3 separate regions of the Mus musculus genome follow, and regions 1 and 2 are each linked to region 3. The links are chromatin contacts, called in public HiChIP or PLAC-seq and promoter capture Hi-C maps. All regions are on one chromosome and are shown on one strand. The core of a region is the stretch at or near the end of the contact, and the rest is flanking DNA. Distances in the headings are between cores, read along the strand shown.

Region 1 (4,102 bases), core at 381-2,880, 390 kb after region 3:
CTTTCTTTGGCCTGACGGCCACCAGTTAAACTAGATTTTCTGACTAGTTAGTCCCAGGCTCTTCCTGCCTCTGCCTCCCTGGCATTGGAGCTGTAGACACTACATCCCCAACATTTTTACCTGGGTTCTGGGATTAAAAGTGTGAACCAACATGATTAGCAGTTTTGTTTTGTTTTAAGATTTATTTATTTATTTATTTAATGTATACAAGTACACTGTAGCTGTCTTCAGACACACCAGAAGAGGGCATCAGATCCCATTACGGATAGCTGTGAGCCACCATGTGGCTGCTGGGAATTGAACTCAGGACCTCTGGAAGAGCAGCCAGTGCTCTTACCTGCTGAGCCATCTCGCCAGCCCCCTAGCAGTTTTTAAAAGTTACCTCTCTGTGCTTATGGCTGTGCATGTGTGAGTGTGCAAGTCCACAGACGCCAGAGAAGGGCGTTCAACTCCTCTAGCTGGGAAATGAATGCTGAATTTGGGTTTTCTGAAAGAGCAGTATGAGCTCTTAGCTCCTATCTCTCCAGCTTACGCCAATTTATAGAAAGCAAACAACATAGGATTCTGTAGTTGCCAACAGACAGACAAACAAACAAACAAACAAAAATTTTGTTAACATATGTGCATAACACCTGAAAGTTTGAGAACTAGAATAATGTTTGGGTTTTTTTGTTTGTTTGTTTGTCATTGTCATTGTTGTTATTGTTATTGTTTTTTTGACAAAGTTTCATTTAGCCCAGGCTAGCCTCCAACTTGCTCCACCTTGCTATGTAGTCATAGATTACCTTGGACCCCTGATCTTTCCTCCTCCTCCTCCTCCTCCTCCTCCTCCTCCTCCTCTTCCTCTTCTTCCTCCTCCTCCAAGTGCTGAACTCTTAACTTATTTACTCATTTTTTCCCCTGCAATAAACATGAATTACTTTTAGAGCTAGAAAAAGAATCATGAAGCATTTTGTGGGCATTCTGTTGGATCGGGGACAGTGTGAGCAGCAGGCTGTGAGACACTGCAGCATCACGGATGGCAGAGCAGGAGACCAAGGGTCACTGCCTGCCAGATGAGACTCTAGTGACTGGCCACCATCTTGAGGACCAACCCACACTGAGGCTTCCTGGGGGCTATCAGGAGAGCTGGTGGCAGCTGCTGTACAGGTCTCTCACCCACCCTGTGCCAAGGACAATGGGACTGCATTTCTAGTTTGCTGAAGGTCACTCTGCCCCTTTTGTGGGCCTGTTGTGGTCCAGGAAGCTCTGGGCAGGAGGCCTGAAACAGAGGCAAATTCTTGCCCTGGCTTTGCTCCTACCAGCAAAACCCTCTGCTTCATCCTGGCCCATTGAGCAGCCTCTGTGTGTCAGACTCACACCCTGTGAGTCACAGTCTGCTTCTGTTTCCCAGGACCTAGGGCAGCGGGGAGCACTCCATCTTCACTGTTCAGGGGGCTGAGCTGAAGCCTAGGGCACCTTGTGCCTGACCAGGAACTCACCACGCTGCACCTAGAGCAACCACCGTGGACCCAGCCAGACCCCTCTAAAGTGACCTCACAGGTATTTCCAGGAACCCCAGAAGGCAGCTGCCCTAGCTTTCCAGGTGACTGGGAGAAGAGAGTCACTCACCCGTATCCCACAGAGTCAACAGCAGGCCTAGGTACAAAGTCAGCTGGGCTCGGGGCCAGCCGCCTCTCTTGTCTGATAGGTAGTATTGGGTCATCTCTCTCTCTTTTTTTTTTTTTAAGTTTGAGAGTAGCCAAGCTGCCATCTCAAGGCACATTTCATTCCCTTCTCTTAGGAAACTTTATTTCTCCCCTATTTGAAGCTTGGAGGCTAAGGTGAGGCACTGCAAACCTGTTAACCCCAGCACAGAAGGTGGAGACGGAAGGATCAGGAGTCCAAGGCCAGCCTGGGCTACATACGAGCCTGTCCAAAACCAGCCACGCCAAGTAAATAACAAATAACCAAATAAAATAAAGCTGAAGACAGAAGGTTCGGGGACCGGCCACCGCCCCGCCCCCCTAACACTCCTCCCACCCCAACTCCGCCACAAGGCCTCCATGCACAGTTGCCTGAGTCTCTGTCCCAGCTGAGAGCTGGCAGAGCTGAGCTGAAGGGCAGATGGGAGAGCAACTCTGCAGAGGAACCAGGCTCCTCTCCCAGCCGGGCCCCAGGTGCAGCCTGTGCCCTTCCCAGCAGGAGAAGGACATGAATGACAGAGCCAAGGCAAGGTGCCAGGGATAACTGCCAGGGTCTCAGGGGATCGACAACCCGCTACTGCTTCCCAGCACAAGACCATCCCACGGCCTCAGCCCCCCATGGATCAGCCGGCTGCTAAAGGGGATACACCATAGACAGATGCTAGGGCCATGTCAGCAGCGGGGCTGCTGCTGCTGCTGTTTCACCGCTTTGACCAAGCTGCGCCAGGTGGCCGTGAGCCTCACTGACGCTTCTAACTCCTCACATCCGCTCCACTTTTCAGAAAGGATAACAGAGGCTCAGGGAAGGCACAGCGTCTGTAAAATCACACATCCAGGAAGCTTCAAGATTCCTGGTCATCAGTTTAAACTAGATAAGACAGTGTCTGGTCTACATACAATAAAAATTTTGTTTGTTTGTTTGGTTGGTTGGTTGGTTTTTGAGACAGGGTTTCTCTGTGTAGCCCTGGCTGTCCTGGAACTCACTCTGTAGTGACCAGGCTGGCCTCGAACTCAGAAATCCACCTGCCTCTGCCTCCCGAGTGCTGGGATTAAAGGTGTGCGCCACCACCGCCCGGCTCAATAAAGCATTTATTAAAAGAGAAGCTGAAGGGTTGGAGCTCAGTGATTAAGAGCACGGACTGCTCTCCCAAAGGTCCTGAGTTCAAATCCCACCAACCACATGGTGGCTCACAACCAACCGTTATGACAGACATCCTATGCTCTCTTCTGGTGCATCTGAACACAGCTACAGTGTACTTAATTATAATAAATAAAATCTTTGGGTCAGATCAAGCAGGGACTGAGTGAGCAGGGTTGACTGGAGCAAGCAGAGGTCCTAAATTCAGTTTCCAACAACCACATGAAGGCTCACAACCATCTGTACAACTACAGTGTACTCATATACATAAAGTAAATAAATCTTTAAAAAGAGAGAGAGAGAGAATCTGAGTCCAGTGGATCTTACCATATGTCTTAGTCTGTTAGTGTTTTGTTTTGTTTTGTTTTGTTTTGTTTTGTTTTGTTTTGTTTTGTTTTGAGACAGGGTCTGCCGGGCGTGGTGGTGCACGCCTTTATTCTGAGTTCGAGGCCAGCCTGGTCTACAAAGTGAGTTCCAGGACAGCCAGGGCTATACAAAGAAACCCTGTCTCGAAAAACCAAAAAAAAAGAGAGAGAGAGAGAGAGAGAGAGAGAGAGAGAGAGAGAGAGAGAGAGAGAGAGAGATAGGGTCTCTCTATGTAGCCCCAGCTAGCCTGGAACTTTTTTTTTTAAGATTTATTTATTATATGTAAGTACACTGTAGCTATCTTCAGACACTCCAGAAGAGGGAATCAGATCTTGTTATGGATGGTTGTGAGCCACCATGTGGTTGCTGGGATTTGAAGTCAGGACCTTTGGAAGAGCAGTCGGTGTTCCTAACTGCTGAGCCATCTCTCCAGCCCTAGCCTGGAACTTTTTATTTTATTTTAGGTTTTTTTTTGTTTGTTTGTTTTTGTTTTTGTTTTTTTTTTTTTTTTTTGAGCCAGGGTTTCTCTTTGTAACCCTAGCTGTCCTAGAACTCAGTCTATAGACCAGGCTGGCCTTGAACTCAGAGATCCACCTGCCTCTTCCTCCCAAGTGCTGGGACTTGCCTGAAACTTTTAAAAACTTAGTACTTATGTAAAGTATATGGGAATTTTACCTGCGTGTATGTCTTATGTCTGCATACCATATGCATGAGAGTCAGGTCCCCTGGTGCTAGTAGAACACTTGCCTAGCCCGGGTGATGCCTCAAATCTTTTCAATCTTCCTGCCTCCACCTTTTAAGCGCTTGAATTACAGACTCCACAGGCATCTTTTGTGATTTTAGAAGGGTGGGGTTGGGGTCAGGAAGTAGTGATGCTGGGGATCGAAGAGAGGCCTCTGTGCTACTCAGCCAC
Region 2 (4,334 bases), core at 1,093-3,592, 320 kb after region 3:
ATTCCCTGGATGGGCACCAGGCCAAGCAGACAGTCACATGAAGCACTCCTTCCTCTTGTCCCAGACCTGCCCCACCCCCACGCCCCTGTGGCCTGCCTTTCTCCCAGCTCTGGCCTTTCACCAGCACCACACCACAGCCCTCCTGACCATGCCTTGCAAAACCTGCTCTGGACCACAAATCTGAGTGGCTGTTACTAGGGGAGGGCGCGGGGGGTGGGGGGGAGGATGTCATATGCTGCTGGCTTATATGTGCCAAGTAGACCTGCGCACTCTTGGCCACAGACAAGCATCCAAGAGGCCCCAAGCATCACGAAGCTCCTGGAGCCAAGAGACCTTGGTGTTTGAATCCATCTGTCCTGCTGCTGCTCACTATGGCCGCAGGTAGCTCAGGTGTGTACTCCGGGATCCGGTGGAGCCATTATTTCTTGCCCCCTCTTCTTCATAGGACTCTTAAAGACTCACGTAAATAGACAAGCTTGCAAAATAGGAGAACAATTTGAATCCTGCAGAAGATCGGCCTCTAGTTTTAAACACTGACTGAGCACACTCTGCCACTAGGGCCATGGCTGGACTCCCGCATGCCTTCTGGAGGATTCTCTGATCTCATTGCTATAGGCATCCTGTCCCCATGAAGAACACTGAATTTGTCTAAGGTCACACTGAAGATCACCCATAGTTCAGATCCAGGAACCAGGCAGGCAAGAGTCACTCCAGTGAGCCGTCAAGGTGGCTGCATTGTGCCTCCGAGTCACTGTAAGTCATAAAACCTACTCTAAGAGTCGAAGAGGGGCTGGAGAGATGGCTCAGCAGTTGAGAGCAGTGGCTGCTCTTCCAGAGGTCCTGAATTCCGTTCCCAGCAACCACATGGCGGCTTACAACCATCTCTAATGGGATCCGAAGCCCTCTTCTGGTGCGTCTGAAGACCATGACAGCGTACGCACATACATAAAATAAAATCTTAAAATTGAAGAACCAGTCAGCAAGGCCCCTCCCTGCCTGACTCCATTAGGAATCTGGTACATAAATCATTTTGGCTGGTCATAGTGGCTCACATTTAATCCTAGCACTTGAGAGGTAGAGGTAAGCAGACCTCTGTGAGTTCGAGGCCAGCCTTAGTCTACATAGTGAGATCCAAGACAGCCAGGGCTACATAGTGAAACACTCTCTCAAAAACCCTAAACAAACAGACAAACAGATGTTCTTTTAATTCCCAAACACACAGGCAACAAGAGTTAGGTTTCCTCACTGTTGCTCAAACTCATGAACACCCCCTGCCTCAGAGCCCTGTGCTCACTCTTCCTTCTCTCTGGAAGGCTTTCACACAAGACACCTACACAGCTTTTGGCATCCTTCAGGGTCTTGGTCAACTGCCATTATGGGACACCTTCCCTACACTCTTAAAAACTCCCTCTGCTCCACACTCGCTCTCTGGCATTCGCCAGCCCCTGACAAGCCAGGGACTCTCCCTGTTTACTGGGCCATCATCCCTGCCGAGTGACAGTTCTCTGGTGGCAAGGATTTCCTTTTGCTTTTCATTTTTATTAATTTGCTTATTTGGGGATTGGGGGTGGGGGTGGGGGTGGAGAGGTGGCGATAGGGAGGCCCGCATGCCAGGGTGACCACTTCCAGGAGTCAGTCCTCTCCATACACCATGCGAGTCCCAGAGATCAGGCAGCAAGCACCTTTACCTGTGGAGCCATGTCGTCAGCCCCTAGGGACTGTCCTTTTCACTTCCACTGCATAGTACCTGGTACAGAGCAGACACACTGCAAAGGCTTGGACAAGTGAGTATGGCGTGGGAATGGGGGATGACCCAGGACACTGAGGAAGCATAGAAGCCACCTTCATATCCTGGCCTTCTGCCTCTAGACCAGTCTCTTCCTTTCACTGACAAGGGATCAGCATGGATCTGCAAGCACAGGGAGCACAGGCCTGGGTGCCTCCCTTCCTGAGAACAGTACCCCCTGCAGAGGGCCCTAGCCTCTGCCAGCCACGCCCACTCCAAATCCCAGAGTGGGTGAAAAGACAGAATCTTCTCTTCTCTGCCTCCTGAGTTGCGAGGTGAGACCCACCCACCCCACCCCCCCTTGAGAAGCCATCACCTGTGGATAGGGACTTTCTCGGGTGGCCTCACAGAGGGTGGCTCTGCCCCCTCAGACAAGGTGCTATAGGGAAGACAAGCAGACACAAAGCCTGCTGGGACAGGTCAGCCTTAGCCCCCTTCCCCCTCTGTGCTGGTCCCAGAAAGCAAGAACGGGGCCTGAGGAGACCAAGGAGGTGGCCGCGTGCTGCAAATGGCAAAGGGCCATAGCTGAAGTGGCTGCTGGTCAAGCAGCCTGCCTGAGCTCACTTCCGGCTCACGGGGGCCTTGGCAAGTTGTGTAAGAGCTCCAGGCCATGCAGGACTGGTGCAGGAGGCAATGTACAAATGCACAGGAAACGCTTAGGGCAGACGGTCCCATGAGCACTCGCTGAACTGTGAGCTGACCCACTCCTATAGTCCTGTCATCGCCACCATGGCTTGCAGGTATAAGCTACCAACCCATTATCACCACCACCACCATGACTGTCTCATCATCGCTAGTGCCCTCATTACAACCACCATTACTACCATTATAACTACCTCCTTATCACCACCATCATCATCACCAGCACCACCATCAGCAGTATCACTATTACCATTCCCCACTATGATCATCACCACCACCAGCATAAGCATCACCCATCAGCACCAGCATATCACAACCACTATCATCACCATCATCATAGCCATCGGCATTATCACTATACTCCATCACCATCAACATTACCACCAAGGGAAGGGACAAGAATCAGGGTGAGGTGGCAGCAAAGGCCCTTCACTCCTCACACCCTCAGAGTTCTACTTCCCAGAGTAGCCAGATAGGGGGCAGCCGGTTGGCACTGGAGATTGTTGGCAGAAGTGGCCACGGGGCTGGCACCATCAGGACAGGACTGGCTGCCAGTTCCCCAGCCTTAGCCTTCATATTCTTGGAGGTAGGATGTCATGTCTGTGCAGTGCCCACCCCTTACTCCCATGCCCTGGTGGAATAACTGAGCAGGTCCTGCTGCCGGGCGGTGAATGGGTGACCCAGCCCTCCTCAGGTCTTCGTTGGATGCTTCCAGGGTGTGTTCTGAGACAGTGCCGTGCGATTCACTCAGACTGCCTCACCCTCACCTCCCAAAGACTGGATTCGTATGTGGGGCCTTGCCCAGCAGCCCTGTGACACTTGCTGGTGACTTCTGTGTTAGCCTTTGTTCTTTTAAAAAAATAACTGCAGCTGCTGCAGAATGAAGAGCCATGAGCAGGGTCCTGGGATGCAAGTCCTTGCCTGCATCCCACTGCTGTGCACAGAAACTTCTGCCGCCAGGCTCTGCTGCACAGAGGAGGGAACAGAGGAGCAGGCTGGCTCCTTCATCCCCACCTTTGCCCACCACTCACACTGGCAGGGTTCTCGGCGCTGCTGGGATCCACAAGAGGCTATAGCATTCCAGGCTCAGCTGCAAATCCTCCTGAGGGCAGGGGCCTGCCAGCTAGGTCCTCAGTGAACAACCCCAGCCCTCCATCATACCCGAGGCACGGCCTCAGCTCCCCACATTGACCTCTCTTCTCAGGAGCCCAGGGCCAGAGTTGCACAGGTTTTCCAAAAATCACAAGGTTGAGGAGATGCAGGAAAGGCTGTGCCTCACCGGGGCCTCACCACAGATCTTTCCTTGGCCCCCTCCCCTCCTGTATCCATCATCACCTAAAGAACTCTGTCTAGAGGCAGAGGATCTGCTCACAAGCCCCGGATGAAGCGGTGTGGTCCTGGGGCCCAACAGCATCCAGTAAACCCCTCTATAGAGCTCTGCCCCAAGATCTGGAGCTGTGGGGCTGAACTCAAGCTGACCTCCCCAGTAGGGGGAGGGAGTGGGGCATAAAAATGGAGCTTTGGGACCTGAGAGGGGAATCTCAGCAAACATTGAAACTTACATGTGAAGTGTGAACAGCTATGCACACACAACAATGAAGACCACCAGCAGCAGTGGTGGCCAAGACGGTGGCAGCGACAGCAGCAGCCAGACCCCCATCACATGCCCAAGGTGAAGCCTTCTACCCTCACTGAAACAGGCCCTGTAATTACCCCACAACGTTCAGATGCAGAAACTGAAACAGAGAAGTTAAGCAAGCTGCCCACGCCACACAGCAAGTAGAAGGTAGACTCAAGATCTAAACTTGGCAGCCTGGCTCCAGAGTCCAAAGGACACACAATCACTGAAGGACTGGAGAGCCTGGGCAGGGGCAGGAGCTGGCCACTGGGGGTTGCTGCTGCGTTA
Region 3 (4,670 bases), core at 335-2,834:
GACAGGGTTTCTCTGTTTAACAGAGCTATAGCTGTCCTGGAACTCACTTTGTAGACCAATCTAGCCTGGAACTCATGCCTGCCTCTGCCTCCTGAGTGTTGGGATTAAAGACATGCACCACCACCATGTCTGGCTAGATCCTAGTCTTGACGTGGCTTTTCTTGATGGATAATCATAAACAGCCCTCTCTGAACTTCTGGTTTCCATCTCTCCAATGGGGATAGGTGCAACATATAACCTCTGGTACACTCATACCACAAGATGTTGATGACCCACAAGAGGGCCCAAGGACAAGAACTCACAAGAGCAGTGACTAGCTATTGGATGGGAGACAGTGAGCCAAAGAAGTTAATACACAGTTTGAGTGTTAGCTTGGGCCTTGACCTCTGTGCTTAGTGACCTATCTGGATGCCTAGATCATCCCAGTGTGGAAGGATGAGACTCAAGTGTAAGCCTGGGGCCTTGGGTTTTTGTGCCTGGCCTCTAGCCTGAGAGACTGACTAGATTACATTGCGTGAAATCAGGCTTTGGAGGGTGTCTAGGTTCTAAACTCTGCTCTGCCCTTGATAAAGTGTGATCTAGAGTGGAGAGATGCCCTTATCTTTTAGTAGGGTCTCTTCTAAACCTGTCTGTAGTGAGGGTGAGGTGAGATGGTACAGGTAGAGCCCACAGTTGCCATCTTTAAGAAGCTACTAAAGCTGAACCATTATTTTAGGCAGTTGGAGTTGGAGCCTAAACGTACATATTTTCTGGCCGTTTTATTTATTTATGAAGCAAATACTTAGTGAGTAGCTGCTGTGCTGTGTGATGAGAACACAACAGAGTACAGGATTTACAGTGTAATGGGGAAACAGACATTGATCAGGCAGCAAAGCATATGCTGGTGCTCCTTGTCTCGGTGAGATTACATCTCAGTTTGATAGAGTCGGAGATGGATGTATATCTCACACGCCAAAGTTAGTGTGGTTGCTACAGAAGGCCTCTAACCGGCAGAACATCGCCAATTCAAAAGATCCTAAGTAGACCCTTTATAAGGTGACCACCATCTATAATTAGGAAGTAGGTTGAGAGCAAGGAAAAAGCAGTTACAGGGCTCTGCAAAGTCTCAGAACAGGAGGCCTGTCTTGTGTGGGATCAGAAAAGAAGCTGTGCTTAAGCAGAAACCCAAAGGAAGCCTCTGGTCCTCAGCTCCCCAAGGACCTGTGGGAAGCCAGATGCAGCTCCCCAACCTGTTCCTCTTGCTCCCAGACAGCGACACTGTATCCTGGTGTGGTTTTCGGCATCTGCTTTGTGTTGAATTGCTTCATCTGGGGAAAGCACTCATCAGGAGCAGTAAGTACCTTTCCCCGCTGCCAAGCCCCTCTCCAGCAAGGAGAGCTGGTGAGGCTCAGTCCTATTCCCTAAGGACATTTCCTGTTACTGTTCCCTTCCCTTTTCTGAGCCCCCAGAGTTCTGTTCCCAGCTGTAGGGGTTGAAGGTTGGCTGGGGTTTCCCCAGCATTGCCCATCTTATCATCTGCCTGTGCCCTGGCCCTGGCCTTTCTGCAGGCTTGGGAACAGCTGGCCACAGATGACTTCTCTAAAGGGAGGTTTCCACACTCCAGGGGCCAGTCGGGGAATTCCCCGTGGTTTAATCAAGTGAGAGCTGCCTGGTATTCGTGGAGAAGGCTCACCTCAGCATCCTGTCAGCACCAACCCAGAGTGGAGCTCCCATTAAGCCTTGAGGTTGCCAGCAGCTCCTCGGGACTCTGTGACGGAGGGAGGGTGGGGCAGGTGCTTGTTAGGGCTGCTAAGGACTCTGGATATGGTATGAGTGTAGGCTGCTGCTTTCCAGCAGCATGAACACTTCCCCCACCCTGGTATTCAAGGTGGGCTTTCTAAAGAGCACAGAGACAGTAGGAAATGAAGCAGTGGAGCCATCCAGAGGTGAATACCTACCGTGGAGGTTTTAGATGTGTACTCTTTCCATCTTTCTCCTTCAACAGAGATGTTTAAAATGAGAGTATATGATTTAAAATTTACAACGAATGATGCTTATTGTAATACTGTTCTAAACATTTAATGTCCTCTGTTTCTTATTTTTAGGTTGCATACACAGTAATACATTGCATTGCAGCATTTTACACTCTGTCACTCTGCTTTGTCACTCACTCAGTCTTTACTCACTGTCCTCTTCCTTGTCCCTGCCCCCTCTGGCTGCTCCCCTTCTTCCCCAGCTGACTCCCAACTTCTGCTTTCTTATCACATGTATTCCATTACCCTATTTCCCCTACGTGAAGATCTCTTCCTTCCTTCTAATGATCCCTCTCTAGTTTCATGAGTTACATATACACATATATAAATGTAGATACAAAAATGTTTAGTGTAGGTTCTATGTATAAGAGAAAACTTGCAGTATTTGTCTTTCAGAGTCTGGCTTATTTTAACATAACAGTTTCAAGTTCCATCCATTTCCCGCAGAGTGTTGGTATTTCCTTTTCTTCATCTTCGGTACATCCATTTCCTGGCTGTTGGGACCAGTGCAGCAGTAGAGGTGGATGTACAAGTGTCTTTGTAGTGTGCTGACTGAAAGTTCTCTGCATCTGTACCCAAGTAATAGAGCTGAGCCATGTGGGATCTGTGTTTTTACTTTATACTGGTTTCTATAGTGGCTGCACAAATTTACCCTCCCACATTAATATGTTGTTAACATACTGATTTTTGCACAAGCCTTATAGAAAATGACTTACAGAAGATGATGGGGAAGATGAAAAATATCAGTTCTAACCCCACCCCCCTTCTACAGAAGCACTGTTAGCTTTCTGTTGTAGGCTTTTCCAGACACATGCACATCCAAACACTGAATTTGGGAGCCTAGGGTGCAGCTCAGTTAGCAGAGTGCTTGCCTAGCGTGCTGGGAACCCTGAGTTCCGGCTGCAGCACTTCATGGACTCACTATGCTAGTGCATGCCTTCCGATCCCAGCACCCAGGAGCTGGAGGCAAGAGGATCGGGAGTTCAAGGTCGTCCTTGGCTACATAGTAGGTTCAAAGCCAGCTACCTAGGATATAAGAGGTCCTGTTGAATAAAATGAATTTTATTAAAATGGAGTTCTTTTATTACTCCAGAGCCATGCCCTGCTCTTCTCCACTTGGGAGAATGCTGTGAAGTTTCATTTTAACCAAACTCTAGCAGTTTTGCCTTCTCCCTTGTCTTCACACAGCAGCCCTTGTGTAGTGTCTGTCCTTATGGCACCTTCATGACTCCTTGGGATTCTCAGTCCCCACTGCCTCCCTGGAGGCTCCTGGGATGCTGAGGTTCCATCTTCCCTGGAAGCTCACATGGCCCCATCTGCACTCTGCTTTCCCCACAGGAGATTCTTGGCCAGGCCAGGAGCCCTGTGGCAGAAAAGTCTGCAGGACCTTTCCCCACCACAGTGGTCCTGCTGTGCATGTGGCTTCTCCTCCCTGGGAGCCCAGAGCTGCCCATCCCTACTACTACCCCTGCATGGCTTCTGTTCTAGGTATCAAGGCCTACAGGAGCCTCACAACATTGTGTCCACAGGTACCGTTTCCCACCATGGTGGCGTTGCTGTGTATGTGGTTCGGGATCTCCCTGCCCCTTGTCTACTTGGGCTACTATTTCGGCTTCCGCAAGCAGCCATATGACAACCCTGTGCGCACAAACCAGATTCCCCGGCAGATCCCTGAACAACGGTGGTACATGAACCGATTTGTGGGGTGAGTCTAGACAGAGGTAAACAGGGGGCTTCCAGGGTGGACAACCCCAGAGCTCCCCTAAGCCATCTCCTTAGGAGAACGTGAAGAGGCTCCCTTCTCAGAACGGTGCTGGGGTGACTCTACAGCAGCAGCAAGTATACTGCTAGATGGCCTGTGTATTAGTCAGGGTTCTCTAGAGTCACAGAACTTATGGATAGTCTCTATATAGTAAAGGAATTTATTGATGACTTACAGTCGGCAGCCCAATTCCCAACAATTGTTCAGTCGCAGCTGTGAATGGAAGTCCAAGGATCTAGCAGTTACTCAGTCTCACGCAGCAAGCAGGCGAAGGAGCAAGAGCAAGAGCTAGACTCCCTTCTTCCAATGTCCTTATATTGTCTCCAGTAGAAGGTGTAGCCCAGATTAAAGGTGTGTTCCACCACACCTTTAATCCCAGATGAAAGGCGTAGCCCGGATTAAAGGTGTGTTTCTTAAACTCGGAGATTCAATCTTCTGGAATCCATAGCCACTATGGCTCAAGATCTTCAAACCAAGATCCAGATAAGGATCTCCAAGCCTCCAGATAAGGGTCACTGGTGAGCCTTCCAATTCCGGATTGTAGTTCATTCCAAATATTGTCAAGTTGACAACCAGGAATAGCCACTACAGCCTGCAAGCTCAGCTTCATGTCACAGTGAAGACAAGATGCCGCAGACTTAATGTCTACTTAGAAATGAGGTCAGGGAAGCAGAGAGGTAGAAGGTGGCAGAGCTTAAGACTTTTGCTTAAGCTGAGGATATAGCTCAGTGTAAAATACTTACAGCCTGGCAGTGGTGGCGCACGCCTTTAATCCCAGCACTTGGGAGGCAAAGGCAGGCGAATTTCTGAGTTTGAGGCCAGCCTGGTCTGCAGAGTGAGTTCCAGGACAGCCAGGGCTACACAGAGAAACCCTGTCTCAAAAAACAACAACAAAA

Evidence for each region. HiChIP or PLAC-seq counts read pairs in DNA pulled down with a chosen protein or histone mark. Capture Hi-C pulls out chosen DNA fragments and counts their contacts.
Region 1: a promoter capture Hi-C map of pancreatic islet shows a contact between it and region 3. The contact joins two enhancer-like sites. A contact is called at or near these places in 2 of 484 Hi-C or Micro-C datasets (embryonic stem cells and thymic regulatory T cells), 2 of 115 datasets of contacts at active chromatin or transcription factors (DN3 thymocytes and bone marrow-derived macrophages) and 3 of 9 other capture datasets (adipose tissue, liver and pancreatic islet).
Region 2: a contact with region 3 is called in an H3K27ac HiChIP or PLAC-seq map of microglia, with 7 times the contacts expected there. The contact joins two enhancer-like sites. A contact is called at or near these places in 3 of 39 promoter capture datasets (the C10 cell line, embryonic stem cells and pre-B cells), 1 of 115 datasets of contacts at active chromatin or transcription factors (microglia) and 1 of 9 other capture datasets (liver).

What each region holds. Positions count from the first base shown.
Region 1 is chr2:153,591,196-153,595,297 of GRCm38.p6, forward strand. No RefSeq gene overlaps it. Among named protein-coding and RNA genes, the nearest start is that of Commd7, 40 kb to the right of the region's middle. Within about 2 kb of position 1,631, at least 83 of the 459 cell types and tissues checked have an H3K27ac peak or open chromatin away from gene starts, as enhancers often do. A contact at or near this core is called in pancreatic islet, where this site is marked.
Region 2 is chr2:153,512,834-153,517,167 of GRCm38.p6, forward strand. The region is part of intron 1 of Nol4l (nucleolar protein 4-like); the gene reads right to left. Among named protein-coding and RNA genes, the nearest start is that of Nol4l, 15 kb to the right of the region's middle. Within about 2 kb of position 2,343, at least 14 of the 459 cell types and tissues checked have an H3K27ac peak or open chromatin away from gene starts, as enhancers often do. A contact at or near this core is called in microglia, where this site is marked.
Region 3 is chr2:153,197,102-153,201,771 of GRCm38.p6, forward strand. It overlaps Tm9sf4 (transmembrane 9 superfamily protein member 4), which reads left to right. Exons shown (of 18, transcript NM_133847.3): 13 at 1,249-1,332; 14 at 3,542-3,717. Among named protein-coding and RNA genes, the nearest start is that of Tspyl3, 26 kb to the right of the region's middle. Within about 2 kb of position 1,585, at least 62 of the 459 cell types and tissues checked have an H3K27ac peak or open chromatin away from gene starts, as enhancers often do. A contact at or near this core is called in microglia and pancreatic islet, where this site is marked.